2 separate regions of the Mus musculus genome follow, and region 2 is linked to region 1. A link is a contact called in public HiChIP or PLAC-seq data. All regions are on one chromosome and are shown on one strand. The core of a region is the stretch at or near the end of the contact, and the rest is flanking DNA. Distances in the headings are between cores, read along the strand shown.

Region 1 (5,611 bases), core at 1,394-3,893:
ATGTCTGTCAGTAGCAGCCCTCCCAGTTCACAGACAGCCTTTCCTCTTTGTTCTGCCGCAAAAGGCACAGGGAAGCCATTCAAAGGAGCTCTGCCTCAGAGGAGAAGCTGGTTTCCCTGAAGTATCTCTGCTCTGGGGCTTCGGAGTATGACCCAATCAAAATTAACCAACTCATCCTAATATAAGGCAGAAGCTGATGGGGCAGTCTACTTTTCAGTCTCAAAATCTACGGCCTTTTTGGTGTACCCATTTCACTGACCTGCCTTGTGGGGACTTTCTGATGGCACAAGCCAACGGCTGTGAATGTACCCATGCTGATACTTTGAATGTTAGAGATTTTGTTCACCATGGATTTTAGAAACTAAGTTTTACTTAAATGATTTACATTAAAATATTATTTGATTCCTGAATTGATTTGGCACCCCAGGCTGTATCTCCTTTGTCTCTTTGTCTCACTCTACCGGCCCTACAGCAAGAAACTACTGAGAGGCCAGCCTGTGCAAGCTGGCCACAGTGCTCCCAGCTGCCTGCCTTCTCTGACTCTTGTGCTCACTGTTCTGTTCCCCCAGGTCTTCCAGGAAGCCTGACTGATCAGAATGGCCCAGAGAGAACAGGTGAGTACCCAAGTGGGTACAGGGACAAGACACCCTTGCTTGCTTTTTTGCCAGAGGGGTCAATGATGCTACAGTAGACTGGCTCTTGCCCTACTGCTTTGAGTGAATTAGCATAACGAAGCTCTTTTCTGGGAAGGGGACTCTTCAGGACCTAACTTCCATGGATCCCCCCTCATCAGCCTTTAGGGAAACAGAAGGAACATTTTGATCAAGGTTTTTCTTAGAAAAGCCCTCCGTGGACCTGTTATGGGAAATGAAGCTGGTTTTGTTTTCTTTGATTAATCACAGTGCCCTGTTTCCAAAAGCAAATGTGGCCTTGCGTCCTCCTAGGCACAGGCTGTGCTGTGAAGGAGAGGGCTTGAAGCTGTCCCCAGGACCCACGCAGCCTTGTTTTCTTCATCCTGTACGCTCTGCGGAGTTCAGGTTACTCCCTTTTTTCCTTTGTGATTTCTGCCCAGTAGAACCAGATCTTTAAAGATTTCTTTACAGTTCCTTGAAAGCTGGAGTGGAGAAGCCAGCTGTGAATTATATAACAGCAAGGTCATTTTTTAAAGCAACAGTGGCTTCCTATATAGGCAAGGGGTATTTCCCAGCCAGTTTCTAAGTATAAAGAAAAGCCTATGAATTTTGTGAAGAAAAATCAAGGAGATTCTATCTACGGTCCCACCCCTACTGTCCTCTCTCACTACTTTGGTCAGGAAAAGATAATTCCTAAGATGATGGTGGGGGGGGGTGGTTGGGGGGGCGTGTATGGGGAGGGCGGGATGGGGATGGGGAGTGTGGGTGCAAGTGGTTATGACAAGATGACCAAAACAACTACTAAAGCAACCAAAAGCCTCCCAAAGCCTTTTTGAAGAAAGACGGGGGTGGGGGTGGGGATTTTGTTCTCTTTCTTCAGGTGGACAGAGAGCCATTATTCTTGTTCAAAGTCACAATAAAAGCAGAGAAGAGGGGGAGAAAGCTGTCTAAAGTATATCTTTGTTTTCACTTAAGAGTCAGGGAGCTTTATAAATAGCCAGCCTGGCTTTTTCTTTCAGGGGAGCCCCACGCTTCAATTTAAGCTCTGCAGAAGCCTCAGCTGCTTTCCTTTCTTTGTCTGTAGACTAAACATCCCTCCGAAGTGCAGCCCCCTCTCTGGCATCACCCAGGGGCCCTGCTCCTTGACTCTAGATAGTGATTTTTCAATGAAGGGCAATTTTGCCTTCTAAGAGGACATTCTGCAACATCTGGTGTGTGTGTGTGTGTGTGTGTGTGTGTCTGTCTGTCTGTCTGTCTGTCTGTCTGTGTCCTGTCTCCAAAAGCAAACATGGATTGTCAGAAGGAGCATAGCTTATGCAGTGAAGGACAGTGCTTGAAGCACAGTCCCCAGTATCCTCTCAGCCCTGTCATCAGAGACCTGCTCTTCAGCCTGCACCTTCCAGGTAGTTCAGGTTAGTCTTTTTTTCTTTGTGTTTTTCTGCCAGTAGGAACATGCTGCCAGCATGTTAGTAGAAGTAGACTAGGGATGCTTACATATGACCCCCAACACACAAATGGATTGTTGAAAATGCATGTAGTGCTGACCCTGAGAAACCTCGGTCCACACCATGCCAGGAAATCGAGTGGAAACTCTCAGCTTTGAGGATTGCTAAGAATCAGGCTGCCTTGCAGCAGGCTTGGCCTCTCTCCAACGGCTGCTGTGAGAGAGTCAAAGCTGCTGTAGGAAATGCCCTCTGGCTGTGGTCAAGGGTCCCCCGTGGAGTTGACTATGGGGACACACAGCAAGCACATCGTCTGGACCTGGTGTTTTATAATTTATAGTCACAGGGCGCCTGTCTCCATTTAGCAGCAAGCCACCTGGCAACTGTCCTGCCAGGGAGGAAGCAGTTATGCAGAGGCCTACAGCCCCAGTCAGCTGACAGCCCGTGGTATATGGAGATGGGAGTGCTCAGAGGCACCTGGAAATAGACCCGACATAGATGGCTGAGCACGAGGTACCCCTTCAGACCCATCCGTCAGCAGCAGGCCCTGCCAGAGGATGGCCTATTGAACATTTCCAGGAATAGCACCAGGAGCCTGTCAACTGCTTTCTTGGAAATACACTCAATAAGGATGGCTGTCCTCCAGCCGGCAGAGCAGAAAGCCTGGCCTGGACCAGAAATGGCAGCTCCTGGAGGCAGCCTTCCTTAGGACCTTGAGAATGGGGCATCTGTTCTTTTGGGCTGCTTGTGGAACTTCCATCAGTTGCTGGAGTCACTCAGGGTGGAAAGGGACGTTGAGATGGCCTGCAGAGGCTCCAGGTCCAGCTTCCTTCAGACAGCTTGGTGCCCTTCACACGCATAAAAATATCAACAGGCAGGAAGGTGACAGGTTAGATGACAAGCTCTTGTCAGCAGTGAGAATTCACATCGCCTGGCAGTGAACACCTACACACCTTCTCTTATAAATTTCACCCCTAAGGACACCCAAAGGAGCTCCAGAAAGGGGGTTCTTTCTTTAAAGCCCCCATCTTCCAGTCATTCTGAGAATATATCAAATATATAGCAAAAATGAAAGAAAAAGCTTACAATTTAATTGACTCACTCCTACTATATGCAAATCAACCTTTTCTTTCAGGGAGGCCTGATGTGTCTGTTGGCATTTGGCTAACCTGGAACCTCCCTTGACCTTTGGTTCAGGAAGGGCACATGTGGTGTGGTTGGACTCAAAGAGCTCCTACAGACCCAGGCATGGGTGTCCTGCATGAACAAGAGACCCCAAACTCTCTGGAACATTCAGGAAATATTGTTCAATCCTATTTTTTTTTCAATCCTATCTTTTGAATTGTGAGAGAATTATAAAGTTTATCATAGAGCATTTTATCTTGAAGGGCTACAAGAAAACATTTGATGCCTACACAGAGCCACCATGAGCTGGGGATCACAGTGCCAGATACTGAAATTAGACTTGTTTTAGATAAACAAGAAATTGCTTTTTGACGCATGTCCCAAATATTTGCCATTTAGTCCAAACTCAGATGAACTGGGCATTGTTTGTTTTGTTAAATCTGGCCATCCATTTGGGGAGGAAGAGTGGGCTACTTATTAAGTTATGATGGGAAACATAAAGAAAAAAAGTTAATAGAAAAACATTTCAGGCAATCAAGGAGGAAGGAGAAGGGTATTGAGAGAGAGGGAAAAAGAGAGAGAGACTGGAAAGAAGCAGAGACAGGCAGAGTGAGAGAAATAGAGCACTGAGGAGAGAGAGATGGGGAGGAGAGTCTCTGTGGAGGATATGAAGGATCTGGGAAATGATGTCTGCACAGGGTGCCATCTCCCTGGGATGTGCTCATGGGTTGGCTAGCCCCTGCTCCTGCATCTTCTGATGTACTTGTCTGGCAAAACTCACAGTGGCTGCCAGAGAGACATGAGTCTCCAAGCTGCAACTGCACCATTTATATCCATATTACCACAGATTGGGTTGTTCAAGATACTGACCTCCTGAAATGGAGTCCTACAAATCAGACCAGGCCTGAATGGCACCCCCGAACCCAATAAAAAGTGAGTTCCCCTACCACACGGAGACTCATAAGCAGAGCCTCTCTCTGTCTGAGCTGGTCTCTGTTTTACCCATAAGGAAAGGGACTTTGAGTGGCAGTTCCCTTCTTAGCCCTGATCTGTATTTCTCTACTAAAGCCTGCCTATTCTTAAATCACTGGAGTCGTTTCTACGGTGGCCCCATTTAAGAGTTCCCAGATATTTGTCTGAGTCATCTGCTGGGTGGAGCTTCTCAAAGGACATCTTGCTCCTGTCTGCAAGCATAACAGAGTATCCTTAATAGGCTTAGGAGTTAGTGCTTGCCCCTGGGACAGGTCTCAAGTAGGGCTGGTTATTGGTTGGGCATTCCCTCAGTCTCTCCTCCATTCCCCATGCCTGTATTACATGTAAACAGGATTCATTTTAGGTTGAAAATTTTGTGGGTGGGTTGATGTCCCTATCTCTCCAAAGGGGTTCCTGTCTGGCTACAGAAGGTGGCCTTTTCCGGTTCCATATCACCAATGTTGTGAGTCACAGCTAAAGTCACCCTACACTGCTTCTTGGGCATATCCCTCATCCCAGGTCTCTGTCTTGTCCTAGAGATGCCCTGCACCTCCTCACTCTGGTCAGTTGCAGATTTCCATTCATTTTCATGGCCATCTCTCCTGTCTTTCCCCACACCTGATCCTGAATCCCCCATTCCCCTCCCTATATCCCTCCCTCCTAGTTCACTCCCTCCATCTTCATCTTATGACTATTTTATACAGATACCCACAGCCAAACAGTGGACAGAGCTTGGGGACTCTTATGGAAGAATAACAAGGATTGCAGACTCTGAAGGGGATAGGAATTCCACAGGAAGACCAACCTGGACCCTTGGGGCTGTCAGAGTCTGAGCCATCAACCAAAGAACATAAACAGGCTGGACCTAGGTAGGCCTCCCCACACATATATACCAGGTGTGCAGCTTGGTCTTCATGTGAGTCCAAACAACTGGAGAGGGTGCTATCCCAAAATCTGTTGCCTATACATAGGTTATGTTCTATTAGCTGGGCTGCCTTTTCTGGCTTCAGTGAGAGAGGAAGTGCCTAGCCTTGCAGAGACTTGAAGTGCCAGGGTAAGGGGATAACCCAGGGCATAACCATCTGCTCAGAGAAGAAGGGGAGGAGGGAGGAGGGAGGAGGGAAGGATTGTGGGAGGCTGTGGAGGGGCAGTGAGTAGGATGTAAAGTGAATAAGTAAAAAAAAAAAAAAATTAAATAAAAAAAATCCAGATAAAAGCCAGTGTGATCTTTAAATTCCTCTTGCCAAATAATACTCTTTGACAGGGTGAGACCAAATATTTTAGACCCAATCCAATAGCAGAACAAGGCACCCCTCTCCACTCCCCCCCCCCCATTCCCACATGGTGTGGTCATTAGTAGCTCTTCGGTTTTCAAAGGATTGGAATCGGAACAGTAAAATGGACTCCGTTGCCACAATCTCGTGGAAACGTTCTTGTTGT
Region 2 (5,611 bases), core at 1,861-4,360, 160 kb before region 1:
AAAGAAACGCTTATTTAGTGCACTGTAGGAGGCAGAGGGCCAGGTGGTAACAAAACTATTGCCTGCCGCCTGATTTCTTTTGTATTGTTGCTGCCTTGCCATGGAATATAGAGTGTAGAAGTTGGGAACTTGTGGCTTCAGTTATCCTGTCTTGTGTGACCTATGACGTAAGAATAGATTGTGTACGTGTACATTTATATACAAATGTGTGTGTGTATATATGTATATGTATGTATGTGTATGTATGTATGTGTGTGTTGTGTTGTGTTGTGGGTGTTTGTGTGTTGTGTAAGTGTGTATGTGTGTATATGTATATATGTATGTGTATATGTGAGTATATATGTGTATTGTGTATGTTTGTGTGTTGTATAAGTGTATATGTATATATATGTGTGTTGTATGTGTTGTATATGTGTGTGTTGTATATGTGTGTGTTATGTATGTTGTAAGTGTGTATATGTATGTGTGTATATGTATGTGTATATGTGTGTGTGTCCATGTATATATGTGTGTGTCTGATACTTTCACTCTGTGGCAGAGGCTGGCTTCCCATTCATGATCTGCCTGTTTCAGCCTCCTGAGTGCTGAGGTTACAGCTGTGTACTTGTAACCTGACTTCTAAGAATGGTTTATACTTCCTTTTTTTTTTTTCTTTCGTGAAGGTGCAGAGGAACAAACCCAGGCTTTGCACACGCTAGCCAAAATCTCTGCGACCGAGCTGCACCTCCAAGTCCAATTTTAAGTGGCCAAAAAGACGGAAAACAGTTTGTCATGGCAGTTCAAACCCAGCGTGCAGAAGTAAAGTTTTACTGGAACATGCAATGCTCTATTTGTTAACATGCTGTCTCTGGCTGCCCTCACACCACAGCAGTGGAGTTAAGCAGCTGCAACAGAGCTCTTGGGGCCACACAATTCCAAATGCTCCAGTGAGAAAAGCCAGGAAGCCTGTGACTCCTCTGCTGGAGTCTCAGTGCTGGGTTAGAGCAGGTGCTCAGAGTTAATTGTTTGGGAGGAAAGCCTAGAGGGACTTTCCTGAGGTAAACAGTCCCTGTGGAGCCCGTCATTATCTCTGCCACTTCTTTTGAACTGGGTTTCGCCAGAGGAGATTTGTCATACCAGACCCATTGAGCCTTTTCTTTCTTTTCTCTTGCGTGCAGAAGAGGAGAGAGAGCATTGGGTAACGCTAACTGATAGTGCCTTTGTGCTCTGCTCACTCACACGAGGATCTGGTTTCAGGGTGCACCCAGTTTAGTCTCCAGGTCTTGAAGTACTGGGCTGTGAGGTAACATTGGGGTTTAAGTACTAACCACACAAAGAGTTATGCAAGGTCTGCCCCATGAAGCCTTGCTTTTTGTTCCTGTCCATCGGGTACTTTATACATTCCCACCCAACCGTCCATCTTGGCTTTGTTCTCATCTCTTTGGAAGGAAACCATTAATTACCAAATCTCAAGAAGTCCTAACAAGTGATCCTAAGCAAAGTTGAGCATCTCTTCTGCAACCCGAGCTGGTCATTGTGCGGGTTTTGCCTTTTATTTTGAGGTGCACCTGAGTTGGGTTCTCTGCTTCCTATGGACTGGTTAACATGGACAGTGCTGTGGGCTCTAAAAGGCATCAAAAAGATGACATCAGAAACTGAATGGAGCGAGAGCCTTTCTCCTTCAAGAGGTTGCTATGTGGAAAGAGGCCTGGGAATTTGTGGATTAGTGTCTTTCCTTTCCTTTTTTTTTTTTTTTTTATGGTGCTGGGGATTGAACCCAGAGTCTCACAGATGCCATAGCACTGAGCCACATCTCTAGCCCCTGGATGTAAATTTCCAAACAGCTTACAGAGAGGGCTACAAAGAAATAACAGTGAGACAGGTGTCACGGCTTCTACCTTTAGCCCTATGACTCCAGAGGCAAAGGCAGATAGAATCCCTGTGAGTTCAAGGCCAGCCTGGTCTACATAGCAAGTTCTAGGTCAGGCAGAGTGAGATAATGAGACTCTGTCTGGGAGAGAAAACAAAACAAGAGGCAAAGGAAAACAAAGCGCTAGTGAGTTCTACACACAGTACACACACACACACACACACACACACACACACACACACGCACACACACACACACATACACACACAGAGTCTGTTGTCCCCAGGCTCCTGTTCATGGACTTTGCCGTCTTTACGACATGACTTCTGTTCTCATGGTCCTATGTTGCCTCTGGAGTCATTCTAGAAGAGAGAGGAGACAAGAGAGAAGACAGCAGAAAGGGGGAGTGATACTCCCTGTACCCCAAGGAGAGCAGCTGTTTAATCAAACCCCAGTGCCTTGGTCTTTTGGGAATGGTAACCACACTTTCTAGTGGCTTTGAAGGCCCTAGCTTCCCGTGTTGATGATCCAGTTCCCCAGTCGAGCCCAGCAGGGCTGTTTTGGAAGAGAGACATTTATCAGCTTTTTCTTTCTGATGTAACAACACCATGTCTTTTCACGTGCAGTTACTACCTCCCTCCCTCCCTCCCTCCCTCCCTCCCTCCCTCCCTCCCTCCCTCCCTCTTTCCCTCCCTCTCTCCCTCCCTCCTTCCTTTCATCCCTCCCTTTTCTGTTTCCTTTTCCTTTTCTCTTTAGTTTCCAGTCTCTGTCTCTCAAAAACAAACAAACAAAAATCAACCAAAGAAACAAAATGAAACAAAATCCCCAAACTCCAACAACAACAACAACAACAACAAGAAGCACCTTCATTTTCAGGTCCCAATATAATCTTTTCTCAAAGCCTTTTAATATTCTATTGAATTTGGAGTGGGTTTTCCCTCCCTTGATTCTCCCTAGATTTTTGTAGTACTATTTTAACCATCTTTTGTCATAGTTACCTGTAATCGTCTGTAACCCCCCTAATAACTCCTCACCATCGGTTGCCAGGCCCTCTGCGGAAGTCACAGCCGTCACAGAACCGTGTATGGGAACTTAAACTTGAAGAAGTTTTATGACTCACAGTCTGAGGGAGGGAACATGGTCAACAATGGCGGGAAAGGCAAGCCACAGAAATGGCTCACGGCAGTAGTATCAGAGAGTCTCATGGGGCTTAGATTGACCACCAGTAGTCAGTAAGTAGAAGACACTGGTCCAGACTGGTCCAGAAAAGGTTCATGATACAACCCCCAGAACTTCACTTCCTCTAGTGAAATTCCACCTAAATAAAGGTCTTACAATTTCCCCAAATGCCAACACTAACTGGGAACCACATGATCAGACACATGAGTCAGTAGGGAGATTTTTTTACATGGACTCTGTAGGGCTAGGGTGAGGGCTGAAGTTAAGGACTCTGGCTTAGACTGTGAGGGCAGCATCACCCCCAATTCCCATCTTTGTCAGCCGCCCCACATCTACTGGATTGCTTCAGATCTAGGGTGGCATGGAGACTTCTGTTTTGTTCCCCACCTTAACAGAGAAAGGACAAGCAAAGTGTGGGTTCTAGGCTGCTGCTGCTGGGCCTGGCACTGATCGACAGGCTCTGGAAACTGCAGGTTCTGTATCCCAGGCTGTGAGCGCTTGGCTCAAGTTCCGCAGTGCTCTTTGTAGAGGTTTCCTGCGAAGAGTGCTTGCAACCACAGAGCCATCTCCCTCACTCCACTCCCCCTGTTCTTCTTTGACTCTTCTGGCTAGTCTTCTGGGAATTGGGTTTCATAGAGCAGTGCTCACCAGGTCTCTCCACCCTCGCCTGCTCCCCCGGGCTTTCTGTTGCCTCCCTTGCTAGTGGAAACAGCTCTCTAAGTAAGCGCACCTTTCTGACCTGTGGTGACCTTCCAAGGGGGCACAGCCGCCTGCTTTTTAGTACCATCTGCTCTGCAGACTGTTGAGAGCAGCGGTCCTCATTCCATTACACAGAGCCCACCTTTTGTGACAGTCACGCTCTGATCCATTTCACAAGTGGCTTAAGTCATTTATGTCGTTTTTGTTTTACTCACTCAGGGATCGAGAGGGTAGACCTCTTTCTTCATCATCCTGAACCGCATTTCACACCTCAGACTGACTCTCAGAACCAGCCAAATACAGGACTTGGCTCTCAGATGGCTGTCTGTATGCTGTGATCTTGAGGGTGGGAGAGACAGGGTCTAGCCAAAGATGGGGATTACCTTCAAAAAGGGCCAGAAGGCTGTTTCTCATTTGTTCATTAAAGAAAACAGGTGCCAAGTAGGTTCCCTTTTTACAAATGCTTCTTGTAGAGATCATTTGAATAAAACTTGCGGTGTAATAGAAGTAGTTGCTCTAGGCTCCAGTTTTGACTGATTTCTGTTGGTTCTGCAGGTCTGTGTGGGCCACACAGGGGTTTCGGGGAGCGGTAACTATCCACGGCAGGGTGTCTTGATGCTGGTGGTGCTTTGTTGTTTTTAGAGTTGCTTTTATTTCCAGTATATGAGTGTTTTCCCTGACGTTATGTATGCGCACCACGTGTCTGCCCCGTGCCCGAGGAATTTAGAAGAGGGTGTCACATCTCCTGGACCTGGAGTGAGGGACGGTTATGGGCCACCATCTGAGTGCTGGGAACAGAGCCCAGGTCCCCTGAGAGAGCAACAAGTGCTTGCAACCACTGAGCCATCTCTCCGCGCCCCCTGTTGTTACTCTTAAGTGATTAAGACAGGAAGCAGTAATGCAGAGTTCCCAGTACTCTGCTCAGCTTCCCAAGGGTAACACCATCAGTGACCACGGTGCATTGTTCACTAAGCTGGAAACTGATTTGGTGCAGCATGGCAAGAGATGTCACTAGGATCCAGTGTACGTATATGTGTGTGTGTGTGCATCTCTGTGTGTCATTCTGTGCACCTTCATCTTTCAAGTCCCCTTGATTTGTAACATGGTCGTTTGTCATGAAATTAGTTGGAATTGCTCATGTGAATAAGGAGACCACACTGGAAGTGACGTCACTGGAAGGGAAGTCTTGCTTTAACGTTTTTTTTTTTTTTTTTTTTTTTTTTTTTTAGTGAAGGTTTCTGGATCAGGAAGTAGAGAGTCAGGTTCTAATTCCATTTCTCTAGCCATCCAGCTGTGCTGTTTCGATCACATCACAAACATGCTCAGAGCATCCCTCCCTCATCTCTGAATGGAGGCGCTAAGCCAAGCAAGACTCTTGATTCCCCTTTTCCCTTCCCTAAATCCCTCATAGCTGCTGCTTTTCAGCAGAGCATGCCCTGCCAGTCACTGAATTGTTGTCGCCCCAAACCTCAGATGGACACATCCCGTCTTCTTCCATTGCTACACCTGTCCTCAGTAGCAGTGCCTGCTGCCCCAGGGAGCCCTCTCTGTCCTCAGTGGCAGTCTTCACTGTCCCGGGGAGCCTTCTCTGTCCTCAGTGGCAGTGCCCACTGCCCCAGGGAGCCCTCTCTGTCCTAAGTGGCGTGTCTATGCCCCCAGGGATCCTTCTGAAGTCTGCCCTGTCTCATTACTCATCTGGGTTCGTGGAATAGGTTGCATATGTGCTTTCTACCAACAATTGTCTACATAGCAAGCAGAATTTACAAAGCAGATCCACTTCGGTGGCCCCTCGTGACACTGGAGGAACAGTTCGCCCCAGCTCCTGCTGCTAATCTGAGTGTCAGCTATCAGTTTCCCTTCCTCTGCCTGGCCACCAGCCACGTA

What was found. HiChIP or PLAC-seq counts read pairs in DNA pulled down with a chosen protein or histone mark.
Region 2: a BATF HiChIP or PLAC-seq map of CD8 T cells shows a contact between it and region 1, with 8 read pairs. The contact joins two enhancer-like sites. A contact is called at or near these places in 8 of 484 Hi-C or Micro-C datasets (cardiomyocytes, granulosa cells, liver and 1 more) and 9 of 115 datasets of contacts at active chromatin or transcription factors (the 230-238 cell line, CD8 T cells, cardiomyocytes and 5 more).

Annotation. Positions count from the first base shown.
Region 1 is chr10:95,140,008-95,145,618 of GRCm38.p6, reverse strand. It overlaps Gm29684 (predicted gene, 29684), which reads left to right. Exons shown (of 4, transcript NR_131146.1): 2 at 570-614. Among named protein-coding and RNA genes, the nearest start is that of Gm29684, 3.0 kb to the left of the region's middle. Within about 2 kb of position 2,643, at least 30 of the 459 cell types and tissues checked have an H3K27ac peak or open chromatin away from gene starts, as enhancers often do. A contact at or near this core is called in CD8 T cells, where this site is marked.
Region 2 is chr10:95,297,985-95,303,595 of GRCm38.p6, reverse strand. The region is part of intron 2 of Cradd (CASP2 and RIPK1 domain containing adaptor with death domain); the gene reads left to right. Among named protein-coding and RNA genes, the nearest start is that of Cradd, 23 kb to the left of the region's middle. Within about 2 kb of position 3,110, at least 57 of the 459 cell types and tissues checked have an H3K27ac peak or open chromatin away from gene starts, as enhancers often do. A contact at or near this core is called in CD8 T cells, where this site is marked.